Regions from separate parts of the Triticum aestivum genome. Here region 1 is linked to region 2. A link is a contact called in public Hi-C data. All regions are on one chromosome and are shown on one strand. The core of a region is the stretch at or near the end of the contact, and the rest is flanking DNA. Distances in the headings are between cores, read along the strand shown.

Evidence for each region. Hi-C and Micro-C count contacts between places; a contact is called where the count stands out from the background.
Region 1: a Hi-C map of leaf shows a contact between it and region 2, with 4 times the contacts expected there. The contact joins the promoter of LOC123046406 here to the promoter of LOC123046399 in region 2. A contact is called at or near these places in 2 of 5 Hi-C or Micro-C datasets (both in leaf).

What each region holds. Positions count from the first base shown.
Region 1 is chr1A:290,652,203-290,659,331 of IWGSC CS RefSeq v2.1, forward strand. It overlaps LOC123046406 (protein EXECUTER 1, chloroplastic), which reads left to right and starts at 3,481. Exons shown (of 13, transcript XR_006422305.1): 1 at 3,481-4,202; 2 at 5,394-5,510; 3 at 6,391-6,456; 4 at 7,052-7,129.
Region 2 is chr1A:290,309,554-290,317,016 of IWGSC CS RefSeq v2.1, forward strand. It overlaps LOC123046399, which reads right to left and starts at 5,256. Exons shown (of 8, transcript XM_044469764.1): 1 at 4,952-5,256; 2 at 4,025-4,444; 3 at 3,522-3,574; 4 at 2,969-3,376; 5 at 781-2,464; 6 at 204-292. The coding sequence starts at 5,189.

The DNA of each region.
Region 1 (7,129 bases), core at 2,231-4,730, 340 kb after region 2:
CTCAAAAAGAACTAAGTGGGTGTGCATACAACTTGCTTGCTCACGAAGACCTAGGGCATTTTGAGGAAGCCCATCATTGGAATATACAAGCCAAGTTCTATAATGAAAGATTCCCACTAGTATATAAAAGTGACAACATAGGAGACTCTCTATCATGAAGATCATGGTGCTACTTTGAAGCACAAGTGTGGGGCGTTCGATCTATCAATCTACTACAATTTATTCACGTCTGTTTTGCCAATTTCTGGCACCGTTACCCGAAAGGGATTGACAACCCCTTTAATACGTCGGGTTGCGAGTAGTTGTTATTTGTGTGCAGGCGCTGCTTACATGTTGTTTCTTGGTTCTCCTACTGGTTTGATAACCTTGGTCTCATCAGTGAGGGAAATACCTACCATCGTTGTGCTGCATCATCCCTTCCTCTTTGGGGAAATACCGACGTAGCTTCAAGCCGCATCAGGTGGGAACTTGTACTTGTACTTGCGCTTATTCTCACCCGCTATCTGTGCATCCGTTTTCATCGAGTATTTTAGAAAGTACGCATTCATCTTGTCAAATGTGTATTGAACTATTGCCGTCACGGGTAATCCACATGCACCTTTGAGCACCCTATTGAAGCATTCGACCATATTGCTTGTCATTTGACCGTACCTTCGGCCATCTTCATCAAAAGCACGTGCCCACTTGTTCCGGTATTTAATGTGCCTATTGAGAAAGTCTTGACCCCCGGGATCAAGTTTTTTGTGTGCGAGTAATTTGTCGAACAAAGTGGCGAACCGCTTGTCGGAGAAAGCGAGACAACAATCTTGAAGATCATCGGCCAACTCCTTAAGGCCACATGCCCTATAGAAGTTTGAACAAAAGTGCCTCATGCACCATCGATGGTGCAACAGAGCATGCCCGAGAATGTCAATCTCCACCGCGTTAAGAATTCCTGGATGCTGATCCGATATGACACAAATTTCCCTCTGAGCGGGTAACACCTTCGTCCTCAAAAGACGCAAAAACCACTCCCAGTTGTCATTGTTCTCCATCTCAACCAAAGCAAATGCCAATGGCAACACCCGATTATTGGCATCACTTGCTATCGCAACCAACAAGGTGCCGTTGTATTGTCCGGCCAAGAACGTGCCATCAATGGCGATGACCGGCCTACAGTGTTCGAAAGCCCTCACACATTGCTCGAATGCCCAAAATGCACGGCCAAATACTCAGACTTTCCTTCCGTCATGAACCGTTGTTTTTCCCCATGAGGCTCGACCACATGAACAATGCCCGGGTTTGTGGCGGCCATGGCTAACAACAACCTAGGGATTCGGTTGTATGCTTCCTCCCAACTACCATACAACATCTTAAATGCGGCTTGCTTCGCCTTCCATGCCTTGCCGTATTTCACCTTGTAATGAAAGATGGCTTTCACAAGGTCAATGACATGTTGGATGCTCATTTGTTGGAAGTGTGGATATTGAGTTGGAGAGCCCGTAAGCGATGAGCTCGGACGTGAGTTGTCTGTGGTCTTGGGACACAACCTTGCCATCCACCCTTTTGCCTCGGCACATGTGAGTTGGCACACAACTCACTACGTGCCAAGTGGGACCTCCTTTCCATGGTCTTGCACGCACAATCCACGAAAATTCTTCATCTTCACATGCACATGCATCCGTGTAGCGCACATTGATGTCCGAGTTCACCACCTTGTGTGGACGATAATGCGTAACCGAGTAGTTGTCAAGACACATCTTCAATTCCAACAAGGTTTCAAACTTAGACCCTTTAGCAATCCCGTTCTTGTCGTCTTCCAAATCACGGTGAGATCTTGGCCTAAACCCAAGAGATATACCTTGGCCACCATCTACCACGGCTTCATCCGCAAGACTAACATCCTTGAACAATGTAGTCCGATGATCCCGCCCCAAATACCTTCTCGAAAGTTTCGGCCTACTTCACCGTGAACCTCTCCTCATCAACTTATTCATCGGGACCTTCGTCATCCGAATCCGATGCATAGCCACAAGAATAAGGGACGGAATGGTCCATTCTCTCTTGCAAATGATATTTGTCGAGATCACCCACATTGTTGTCATGGAGATCAACTTCATTGTCATCGTCCGCGTACTCATCATTCTCCTCTTGCAAAGCTTCATTTTTGGTTGTTTGGAAACGGGCTCAATGCTGGCCTCACTTCTTGGGTCAAAAGAGGTTCAATAATTTCATCTCGGTTCAAGGGCGGGGGGCTACTAGCAACCAAAGGGGAGTGGTTCCGGTTCAAGTCCAAATGCAAACTTGAATCAACCTTCTTCGTTGCAAATAACTCAAGAGCCTTGTCTAGTGATTCAGCCGTCGTCTCCTTGTATGCAACCCAACGTTGCTCCGAGTTGACACGCATTGTCTTTCAACAGATGTGCATTTCAAAACCAACATTATGCCTTTCCTCCAACTCAATGATATCACTAGGGTCCATCCTATTCAAACAATAAGAACACCATAAGGATAACCCTAACATTCTAACAAGCCTAATCATAGGAAATTGGCAAACAATATCTCACATCTCCATGCAAATATCTAGATCCATACAAAACTAGGGTTTCCCCAAACTAGCAACAAATGGGCAATTTGTTAACATTACTTGGATCAAAACAAGGGGATCAGAGAAGATTACCTTGAGGGAGGGTTTGACTTCGAAATCCATGGACAAACTCTTCAAATTTGGAAGATTTGGAGAAGATTTTGAGAAGGGGAGAGAGGGGCAAATCTCGGGTGGGAATGCTTTGGGGGTTGGGGCGTGCGTGGAGAGAGTGGGGGAGGGGGACCGGCCAGCCAACTAGTAACAGACAGTGCTAGGCGCTGCACTTTACACGTGCGGCGCCTAGCTCTGAGGCGCTGCACTGCTGGGTGCGGGCCCAGGGGCTTTCACGATCAGCTGAGTGAAATAATTTTAAGGACAGTTCATTTTATAAATTGATTAGTGCATGTACAATGGTGCTATCTTAGGAGTGCCACGTAGGATAAATGATGAGGTGGAGAAGAAAGAACTCATAAGAAAAGGCTTGTCTTCTTTTATTTAAGATAAGACAAGAGATGATCTCTTAGCACAATTTATCTTATCATGTTTTAAGAAATTGTTAGTTACTGAAGATAAGGCTAAGATATAATTTATTGTAGACATATTCTTTTATCATCTCTAAATTATATGCAAGACTTAAAATAAAACTGCTTTATTAACCATTGTACATGCCCTTACATTCACAAGTTAAAATTGTCAAATTTGCTGCGGACGGGACCCCTCGGCTCATTCGGCCGGCGCGGACGACACGAGGTGCATTCGAGAAGCCTCACTCTTGAAGAACGTGGCCGGACCCCACCAACCATCGTCCTTTGTACCGACACTGTGAGCGGCACAGCATTTTCCGAGGACACAACATCTAGCCGCAAAAACTCGGAGCCCGGGCCCGCAAACAGGTTTCGCTCGCCCGGGGCCCCCACCCGTCATGTTCGCCCCCCACGAGGTTCGTCTGCTCCCCGCGAAAGTCTTATCAGTTACGCCCGCCCTCGACCCAATCCACAGGAAAGGGGGACAACACAAAGCCGACCACGCGCCACGAGCGCACGAGCACGATTCATCCGGTGCGTCGCGCGGCGGCTTCCATCTCCGCGGCCGTGCTGACTTCGCCTCCATGGCGTCCGTCTACACCGCGCCCCGCGCGCCGCTGCCCGCCACGGCCGCCTCCTTCCCCTCCTCGTCCTCGTCCTCGCGGCAGCTGGACCCCAACCCTAGCCGATTCCTCGCCGCGCACCGCGGCCAGCGCCTCCTCCGCGTCCGCCGCCTGGCGGGCGCCGCGCCGACTCGCCGCGCCTCCGACGTCGCCTCGGTGTTCCGGTGCGGCGCGCGCAGCCCCGGTGCGGACCCCGGCGGCGAGCCACGCCGAGGCTGGGACGCTCTCTTCCACGATGCCCTCCAGGGCGCCGTGCGGCGGTGGAGCGAGTACGTCAGGAATTACTGGCCCTCCGCACACCCCTCGAAGGAGGCGGGCCTCGCGAAGGGAGCGGAGAGTTCTCACGAACTGGAGGAGAGAGGGCAGGGAGTGGAGGAAGACGGTGAGGAGGTGGACGTGGTGCAGGAAGCAGGGAAGTGGAGCTGGGAGAGGTGGAAGCAGCACTTCGCCCTCATTCAGGAGAGCGAGCGCCTTGTTGATGAACTGCAGGTTGATTTTTCTCACTGATCAGTGACTACTTGTGAATATGGATGAGGCTTGCACAAAACGCACCGTTATTGATTTTTCATTACATGTGATTACAAACATGGAACGTTTAGCAGTACAAATGTCTCCATGGACCATGCCCAAATTCCATATTTCCCCTTTCTTCTGCCAGACCATCTATACTTGCCTTATCCCAGGAACTAGTAGCATGAAGGAGTTAGGTTCTGAAGAAATTTACCTAGTGCGGATAAGCTCAATCGATGGCGATTAACTGTTCTGAAGAAACTTACTCCTTAGGGAGCTGAAGCACTACTGAAGCCAGACTCAAACTTAAACTGGCTTCTTTGGAGCGACACATTTTTTCTCTCAAGTATCAATGTGACTTAGTCGCCAAAGTTCTTTCGTGTGTTGAAACTACTAATGTTGTGTTAGGTCAATCCATTGATGGTAGGCTATATCTTGGGCTTAGCACCATAACATGTTCCGTTTATGGCCTATGCCATCTGTTACCATGCCAACAGCATGTGGGAGATACCGTGTCAACACTTGTATTGATGGTTTGCAATGCTTATACGCTTTTGTTAATAGGCTCAATGGTCTAATAGATTCACAAAGCATGCATCATACCGTTAATAGGCCCAATGGTTTAATAGATTCACAATCATACCGTTGATAGGCTCAGTGATCTAATAGATTTACAAAGCGTGCATCATACTGTTGTTTAGGCTGATAGAACACCTATGCTTTTATTGTAGAGCTGGGACTACAAGTTATGGTAGAAACAATGATCATATATGAGTTACAATTTGGACTACCTTTCTGAAATCACACTACCAAGCTTCATGATTGGCTGCCATATATTAATGGCAAAAAGGTCTTACTTCATGGCAGCATAAAGAAGAGCCAGGAGCTTATTTGTATTTTATATGATGTTTGATGTTTTTAAAATTGTTTTTCATTAGGTGTGCCAGTTTTTTTTGTATCTGGAATTGTTTGGAACCATTGAGTGCTGGTTGTGTCGTATCTGTATATGACTAATTAAAAAAATGTATGTGCAATATTAGGCATAACTTAATTCTTTGCGCATTGCTGATATACCATGTGCATATTTTGTTTTTTGTCAAGATATTTTTCCTCTTAATCGATTGCTTCTATCAGATTGTAAATTCCTGATGGCCATGTATTGTGTTTCAGCTACAACTCCGCACTGCTGTGTGTAGAGAAGACTATAGGAGTGCCCACAAACTGAAGTTAGCTATTGCTGCTACATCAAGAAATGATACTGTCGGCAGAGCAATATCTGAGTTACATGTAAGAAACCGCAAATATCTGCTCTTTTGTCTGTGTATAGTTAATGATGAATGGCACCTTTGATCATTTTAGTTCGCTTGCGACATCATGTTTCCTCTATTATTACTTTAAAATATCCTAGTTATGTGCCTGTCAATAGCTAGTGAAATAGTCCTATGCTACAGGGGGATGAATGTCTGGCATGCTTACTGCTTTGGGTGGAAACAGTAGCTAATAACTTATCTAATAACTGAGATAACCCAATTATGGGGGCCATCAAGGCATACTCTCACCGAAAATTTCTCTCACCTATTTTATTTACTTTCCCCATCTCAATCAGCAATATCAGACATGTCAGGTGTTGAAATGCCACTGGTAACAGAGTGACTAACTTTCACCAGTCACTGTTTCATATCAGTGTTGCAACTGGATGTGACAGGCTGTTCAATTTTATGTTTTGTGCTATTGGGCTGTTATGAACCAGCGGCAACAAGGCTGAGCTGGAATTCTTTCACACAGCTGTCTAGAAATTGGCAACTGTTGCATCTGCTTGGAGGATTAAATTGTTGGATAAGGAAATGAAATATGAAGTGATGGTGGTTTGAGCCCACGTCCTGAACAATGGAGCAATTGCACACTTGCCTTCTGGGTTTTGTGCATAACTTCAATTCATCATGTACTAGTTCTGCTCCGGTAATCCAACCAGGGACCATGAACTGGGAGCCTGACCGAGCCATCTACCTGTCCAGTTTCCATAACTATGCTGTAGATAAGAGGAACCAATCTGAATGCTTTCAAGTAGAGTAACTGATTTGATTCATGATACCATGTGTAGATTGATAGTATGATATTATTAATTTGATAATTGAGCACCGTTTATCTAATGTTTTAACTCTTACAGAGGGCCATAGAAGAGGACCGCTATGTGGATGCAGCTTATATTAGAGACCACGCTGGTGCAGGACTGGTTAGTAACACAAAGGCTCAACAGTCTGTTAATTTTTGTGTTGTTAGACTCTATGCCTACAAATTAGCAACTATGAAATATGTAGCATGCAGTATCACATACGGAGTACCATTTTAGTTATGTCTGGATTAAGCCCAAGTTAAGCTGAAGAGGTATGGTATGGTATGACATCACATGCCCACTGGCTATAAACACATGCCACATATCAGACCGTTGCTTAGACCATGAGCAAAACACCATGCATTCTTGAACAGAGGGATTAAAAGAGGGTAATCATGTTACCCATCTTAGTTAGTACCCCCATTGTGGCTTTTCTAGTTGATTCTACTGTTAGCACTGTTGTTTATGTATGACGATTATGTCCCACAAGGCCATAACTGTAGCCTAGCAGCTTAAAGTTCAGGCAGGATAAAGTCATGTAGCAGGCTACCAGCTAATAAGCCTGAATCTCTTGTTTTGGAAACTGGAATGCACATGAATTTGCACGTGTTATAAAAATATAGCCTTGTAAATGAGTAGCTTTCCCAAGTTTCTGTTAGTCATTGGACTCTAGTTTATGGATATGCCATTACCTGATCCTTTAGAGCATATGCAGTTGGGATGGTGGTCTGGGATTTCTGGAAGTTTGTCTGATCCATATGGTCTTATAATCCGTATAAGCGCTGAACATGGT
Region 2 (7,463 bases), core at 4,006-6,505:
TGTTCCCCATACTCTAGACTACTAGCTAATACAACATATTCCAAGCCAAAGCATGGTAACACAATGCGGAGAACTCATTACCAGTGCTAAAAATAGGGCTGTGTTTTTCCCTTACGACAAAAAACTGGGCTCATAAGAGAGTTCTTTTTGTAAATTTGGAGAAGTTAAATAGATAGAATATGCAATCGGTTATTCATTACTACCTTGTCTGCTGATTTTAGTAAATGATGGCAATCATTTGCTGTGCAGTCCATCATGTAAATAGTTGGAAGGCCCAAGTCTCCTCCATTCTCTGCATACAATATAATGATCTTTTTTGTAACAATAAATAAATAGCATTTGAAATGTAAGTAATAAAGATACATTCTTAGCAATGAACGGGCTATAATAAAATGTTTTCTGTACAATGGTTTTCCATTAATGTTCATATACTTTGCCAGTCTGCTTTATAAGTTGTACCTTGTATTAGTGTCCTTAAAAAGAAGTCATAAAGCGTCATGGTCCACTAGGTTAAGGCATTACTTTCGTTATAGAAAATGCAAATTGTGCAGGACAATTCCAGTCTTTTCTTGCTTTTAACTCGTGAGTTCTGATTCATAACACCTAGGAGCCTAAGATAAGATTATATTTTCACCAGCATAAATGGATATATGTACAGAATGACTAGCATTACATCCCAAAAAATAAGTTCACTGAGATAGAAGGAAATGTTTGCACAGTTCAAAAGACAAAGGGGCAATGTAGGCTCTCCGCTTTCAACTGATGAGTTCAGGTTAGTACCTTCAGTCTGCAAACCTTGAGCCTTCGCAAACTGAGAATTCAAACTCATATAACTTTTGAATGATCGGTGCAATTCACGGACAACAAGCTCTGTTCTCTGGCAAAACCCACACCAGGAGTTGCTGAACAACACCAGCACATCCTTCTTCCAAGCAACACCAAGAGTTGCAGTATTCAAAAATGGCGTTTCATTTTTTGAATCACAACCTTCAAATCCAAAGACCAAGCGACAAAAACTACTTGCTGTCAAGAGAGGGATAGAATTTGCCTCGTGGAAATCTTGATTGACCAAAGGCGGCCTTGGAAGCTCCTTTGAACTTATGACAGATGAGGCTGAACGATAATATGGAGAAAGACTTCGATTCACAAAACTATCAAAAAAAATTGCCAAGGAAGGGTAGCTAAATTCACTTTCCTGAGGAAAGACGTAATGCTTTTGTTGAACTGGATCAATTATTACCAGGGATGGCATTCTTGATCCACCAGTTAAAGTTCTCAGAAGCCTATGACCACCATCAGAAAAGAAGAATGAACCAACAAAGTGGTTATCTGATATACTTGAAGTTACCTGCTCCGTATATTCAGTGTTGTCACTTGCAAGGATGCTGGAAGAGCTAAATGTTGCACGTGGAGAAAATTTGCTGTCACCTTTTTCTGATTCTTCATCTATATTAAACAAATCATCCTCGGAAATGAAATTTTCAATTCTTTCAGATTCTTGACTCAGGACTGAAAATACATCTTGCTGATTTGGCAATCCTGATTTCTCTTTGTTAGAGTTCGCTTTTCTGCCATCAGGTTCCAAAAAGTCCAGAACTTCTGTAACAATTTTCTCATCTCTGTGCTTTTGTAACTTGCCATGAACTTCATTGCTGCTATGCACATCAATGGAGGCCTCTTCCCGAAGATCAGGGCTTACATCAGAGGCCTCGACGGCTTGTTGTTCCTCCATTTCTGTATCACTACAATGAAGATCATTATCATTGATACCACAGTAGTGTGCAGGAGTTTTCTCAAGTATAGTCGGTGTTTGTCCATCATCAATATATTCAACTTTTGTTGCCTTGTTGTTTTCATGCACAGAAACTTCAGCGATACCATCATTGACACTCTCTGAGCTGGCAAATAAATCATCCATTCTTTGACTTTCTTGAATTGACACGGAATCCACCACTTGGACCTCAGGATCGTCAGACAGCAACTTTAGATCATCATTTTTTGTTACAAAACTTATCCTTGTTTTCTTTGACCTATGTGCTGATCTTGTTTTGTGAATCAGTTTTGTTAAAATTTCATATAAAGGACTATTAGTACTACCTTCGCTAGCACTTCTGTATGAAATACTTTCTCCATCTCTAACAACCATTACTGACATTTTCTCACCTAAATCCATATACTTCGAGGCCAAATCATGCAACCTAGCTGTCCCAGAGTGGCCATCTGACTTACTTGTGCTCAGTGCAGAAGGATCCGCTTTTGTGCGCATTCTGGAGTTACCACTATTTAGATCACCAGAAATGACATAAGGTGGATAATTTTTCTGAGCATACTCTCGTAGTAACTTGAGAGATAACTTGCTTTCATCTCTAATTTTTAAGGAATCAGATAATCTATTGATAAATAGAATAGCTGAGGGCCTATTTGCAGGAAACGTAACCTCGCCGCCACTCGCATCAGTATCAATCTACAAATATAACATGCAACTCCAAACGTCATGGCATGATGCATGTAAAATTAGAAGCATTGGATATTTTGGATAGGCCATGAGAAAAAATAATGTAGCAGAAATTCATAAAAGACAATGCCTTTTTACCAGATAAAACAAGATATTCTGTTATAGAGATCAACAAATTACATACTCTTACTATATTAATTATGAATAAACTGGATTGTTCTCTTTATCTTTAGCTTAAGAACATTTTTTGTGAGATATATTTGCAATAAAATAGAACCTGGTTCAAAGGATTTGATTGGTAAGAATAGATAAACAAAGGAGATATGGGCAAAGTAACAAGAATACAATAAACACACCATTCTGACATGCATTCTCCTCCTTTATTACCTACTAATTGACAATCACACCGAGAATACATGGAGAGAATAGCTATCTTCGTCTCAGAGTAATATTTAGCACATGTCATGTTCTTTTGGTAAATTTATAACGTACATGAAACGGACTTTCACTGACCTCTTTAACGTCAAGATTATGATAGGATTGCAGCAGGCTTCTTAGGTCATCCTCCTCTTTTGCTATAACTGAACAGGATGTGCATCCCAGATAATGAACACTGAGGAACCACGTCTCTGAATTGCTTGCATTGGCAATATCCAATGAAGATAATGGTAATTTTTCAGTAACAAGGCCAAATCTAACTTTCTCCGGAGGAAGAAAGTGTTCTCTTGACAGGGCAGTAAGCTTTGCATAGAAGCTTTCAAACTGTTGGAACTTTTGCACTGTGCACAACTTACTATTTTCATCAGTTGATATTCTAATGTGATCTGAGACACTTTGATTTGCTGTGGTAAATCCACCTTTCCAAGGAGAACCAGTAAGCTGACTCCCACCTCCAAAGGTCAGTTCATCATCTTCTATAACCTGTTTGTCATCTCAAATAAGTACATTTTCAGGGATCTGTCCTCATATATGCTCAACCGTCATGGTTCAGACAGACATGAGTCCTCTCAAAAAAAAATCAGGAATATTAACCAGAGATAAATGCGACTTTCTTTGCTAAACTTACAAGCTCTAGACGCCCATCTGATTGTCTGGTCACTGTCTTCCCAGAAACGTCAACTGTATGATATCAATGAGTATAGCATCCAAATGTCAGAATCGAGTTGACATGATTTATCATCCATTCAGAAGTTTTATGGTGATCATGGAACATGAAATAGAAGGATTAAGGTAGATCAGTTTGAAAGAATAAGGCAGACCACCTAAAACTATGTCATCCTGAGTTTCCGATTATGGATATTTTACCAACTTACACCATGTGTTCTTGTGAGATCTTGAATCATTTATTAATCATTAACGTTGGTCAAGATGGAAACCTAAATTTAAGGTGTTTCTTCCCGTAAAGTTCTAAAAAAATGCATGCTCACTTTTGAGAGAAAGGGAGAGAGACAAAGAGCTATTCATGAATCGTAGTAACCAACCTCAATTTTAACAAGTGCCTCGTCACAAAGCAGAAAACAATACAAAATGTTGGATGAATCGAGGACAGATGACACAGAGTTGACTAACCATTCTCTGCGTGAGTTTTTGATGGAGTGACCCCACTGCTTCTGTTGCTTCTGTCACTAGCCAATCGAGTAAACCAACCACAGAACTCGGACAGAAGTACAGCTCTGTCAGTTGATTGAATAAACTCCTCCACATCATCTTTTGTATGCAAAGCCACAAAAGGGGCCTCCTCGTGCTTAAGTGACATGATATGTCGTACTGAATACAATATATCACGTGCACGAAGCTTTCCTTGATATTTGAACTGTATGGATTGTTGGTAGTATATGAACTTTGTTCCTTCAGTTGCACCAATAGCATCCGACAGCAACTTCTCAGAATTTCTGTACACAACCATCAACTTAAGGCGACCTAGCTCCATCTCCTCGGTTGCGACCAGCTGCTGTATTTCGGCCATCAGTGATCTTGACTCACCATACCCTATAAATGATCATAAGAAATAACGGTTACAGTGAGTTGGGACTCAATCTCATGCACACATTCTCATTTTCTGGAGCATGTGGGGCTTACCCAGATGGTAATGACTATGGAACAAACCTTGTACGTATTTGGAAATAATAATGTCGAAAACGTGAAACTGTGGAAAATTCATCGTAGTTTAAGAAGCGGCTCCAAGTCAATTTGGTCAAATAAAAAATGAAAAGACAGACTGCCTAAAATTGTCCAGGATCGTGTCATCGTGCAGAGTTTTGGAGTAAGAAATCGCACGGTTTGCCTTGTCATGTCGGCTGCATCAAATACTTCCTTGGCGCAATGGATTTTAGTGATTGCTTACTTATCCTTCCATGTACTTCAGAACTACTAGATTTCGAATGCAACATGGACAGAAAATTCTCGACTGTTTGATTCAACAACTTGACCTTGGCAACTACTCATGCAGTCAGAAACCAGAGCTTTCAGCTAGACAGGATAGGTCGGAGGGCTCACATGGCATGGTGACGACGAGGAGGATGTGGGGGTGGAGCCGGATCTGGGAGGAGAAGTTAGCCCTGGTCAAGACCTGCCACTCTGGGCGGCCAGCGGTGGCGCCGAAGCTTGACGCCGCCTTTGACTGTGGCGCGACGAGGAGGAAGGAGATAAGGAGGTGCGACCATGCCGCGACGAAAAGACGGCGCATGGAGGCCGCCGTCCTCGGCTCCTCGCGGCCGGAAAGAAGATTTTTCATTTTTTTTTTTTTTTGAGAGAGAGAGAGAGGGGAAGAGGAAGTTTGGCGACACCGAGCGTATGATTAGTTTTTGGGCAAGTACATGGATGAACCCATGGCTCGGAAAGCTTATTTCTAAATGACAACAAATTGTGAAAAGTGTTTCATGCACACATCTTGACACTATATGTGCGGGCAAAAAGTTTAGCAAAAAACAACTTTTTTGGCCTGTGTAAAAAGACAAAAAATGTGTCGTGGAAAGTTATTTAGTAGCACTAAAATTTATCTTTTTCAAGGAGGCAAAAATAAAATATGTTCTTTCGCAAAACTTTGTGGGGCGCACACATGTTATAAGATGTATGCATGAAATTTTGTTTTGAATTTTTTGACACTAAAATGTGTTTTAAATGCATTCTTAAAAAATGGATTCATATACCCATGAGTTCAGAATGTCTCTAGTTAAGCATATGATTATTTATGTAGTTGTCAGGAATGAGAAGACAAGGTTGAGTAAAATGCATCGAACCACCACAATAGCAGCATCATTAGCGAAAAACAGTCACTTTATAAATCATGGTAAAAACCACCGCACCAAAGAATTAACAGTGACAAAAAAACTAACGGTAAATGCTAAGTGCTTTGATAATGTCACTAATTACTCGGGTCCACCTGTCAGATTGAGTTGGCAAAAAAAGTGCCATGCGGACATGTTGTCTTGGTATTCTTCTTTCTCCTCCTCCTCTCTCCTTTTCAACACGCACATCATGCCCACCAGCCAGTCATCCATGCCGCGGTTTATATATGGAGCTCTCACACTGCAGCCGTCACAGTCCAATGACGCAAGTACACAACACCATCGTACCCCTGGCGGCGCTGGCCCTCTCGCGTCGGCAATATCTCATGTCTGTCGTGGCGGCGGCATCGTCGGTGCAGCGTGGCTGCTACTCCTGTAGGAGTTGTTGGATTTCCCCGAATAGAAAGGGTGATGTAGCACAATAGCAGAAAGTAATTTCGTGAAAAATCGAGGTTTAATCAAAACAGCAGGAGTCCACAAGCTAACAAGATAAACGACACCCAAACACAAATAAAATAAATGCTTGCACCCAACTTGGCAAGGGGGTTGTCAATCCCTCGTCTTACTAGTCGCAAGGTTAAATGCGAATAGTGGATGATAATAATATAGTGGAACGGTAAAATAATGGAGAGTAAATAAAAGAGCAATTATGTAAACGCAAGGATTAATGACAATAGACCCGGTCCATAGGTTTACTAGTGGCATCTCTCTCGAAAGCAGGTAATGGCATAGTAAATAAATTATTATTGGGCAATCGACAGAAAAGCAGCATTCACAGCTATTATCATTCATGGCATAATCCTGTATAGGGATCACATCCATGATAAGTAGACCATAATCCAACTGCATTATTACTTCAGCCCGAAACCGCTATCCAGCATGCATATGAAAGTATTAAGTTGAATAAAAATTAGAGTAACGTAATAAGAAAGATGACATGATGTAGACAGAAAGAAAATCTAGCAATAAGATTAAACCACGTCGATTTATCCTTAATGACAACAATGCAAATATATTTTGTCCATTTTTGTCACTGGGATATAGGACACCGTAAGATTGAACCCACTACTATGTGATACGTCTTTAATGGTATTCGTGCTATATTTATATCAATTCTATATGGTTTTGATGCACTTTTATGTTATTTGTATGGACTAACATATTAATACAGTTCCCAGTGTCAGTTCCTACTTTTTGTTCCGCAAAATCCATACCTAGGAAGGTCCAAACGCGACGAAAATTTACGACGATTTTTTCTGGATCTAGAAGCTTCAGGAGGCAACCAAAAGAGGCCCAAGGGGTCCACAAGCCACTAGGGCGTGCCCCAGGGATGTGGTCGCGCCCGTGGCTTGTTTGGTGTGATTCCAACACTAACAAATCCTATAAATAGAGAAACCCCCAGACCTAGAACTTTTCCTCCACCACCGCAAGCCTTTGTTCTGAAGTGATATCACCTAGAGGCCTTCTCCGGCACCCTGCCAGAGGGGGAAACATTAGGGAAGCCATCTTCATCAGCCTTGTTGCCTCCATGGTGATGCGTGGGTAGTTCATCCTTGGGCTGAGGGTTTATACCAATATCTATGTGTTTGATCTCTCTCTCTCTCTCGTGTTCTTGATTTGACACAATCTTGATGTATCATGAGCTTTGTTAATAAAGTTGGATCACATGATGTCCACCTCCTTTATTTTTGTGGTGAATTGAGTCTTGCTCTTTGAAGTTT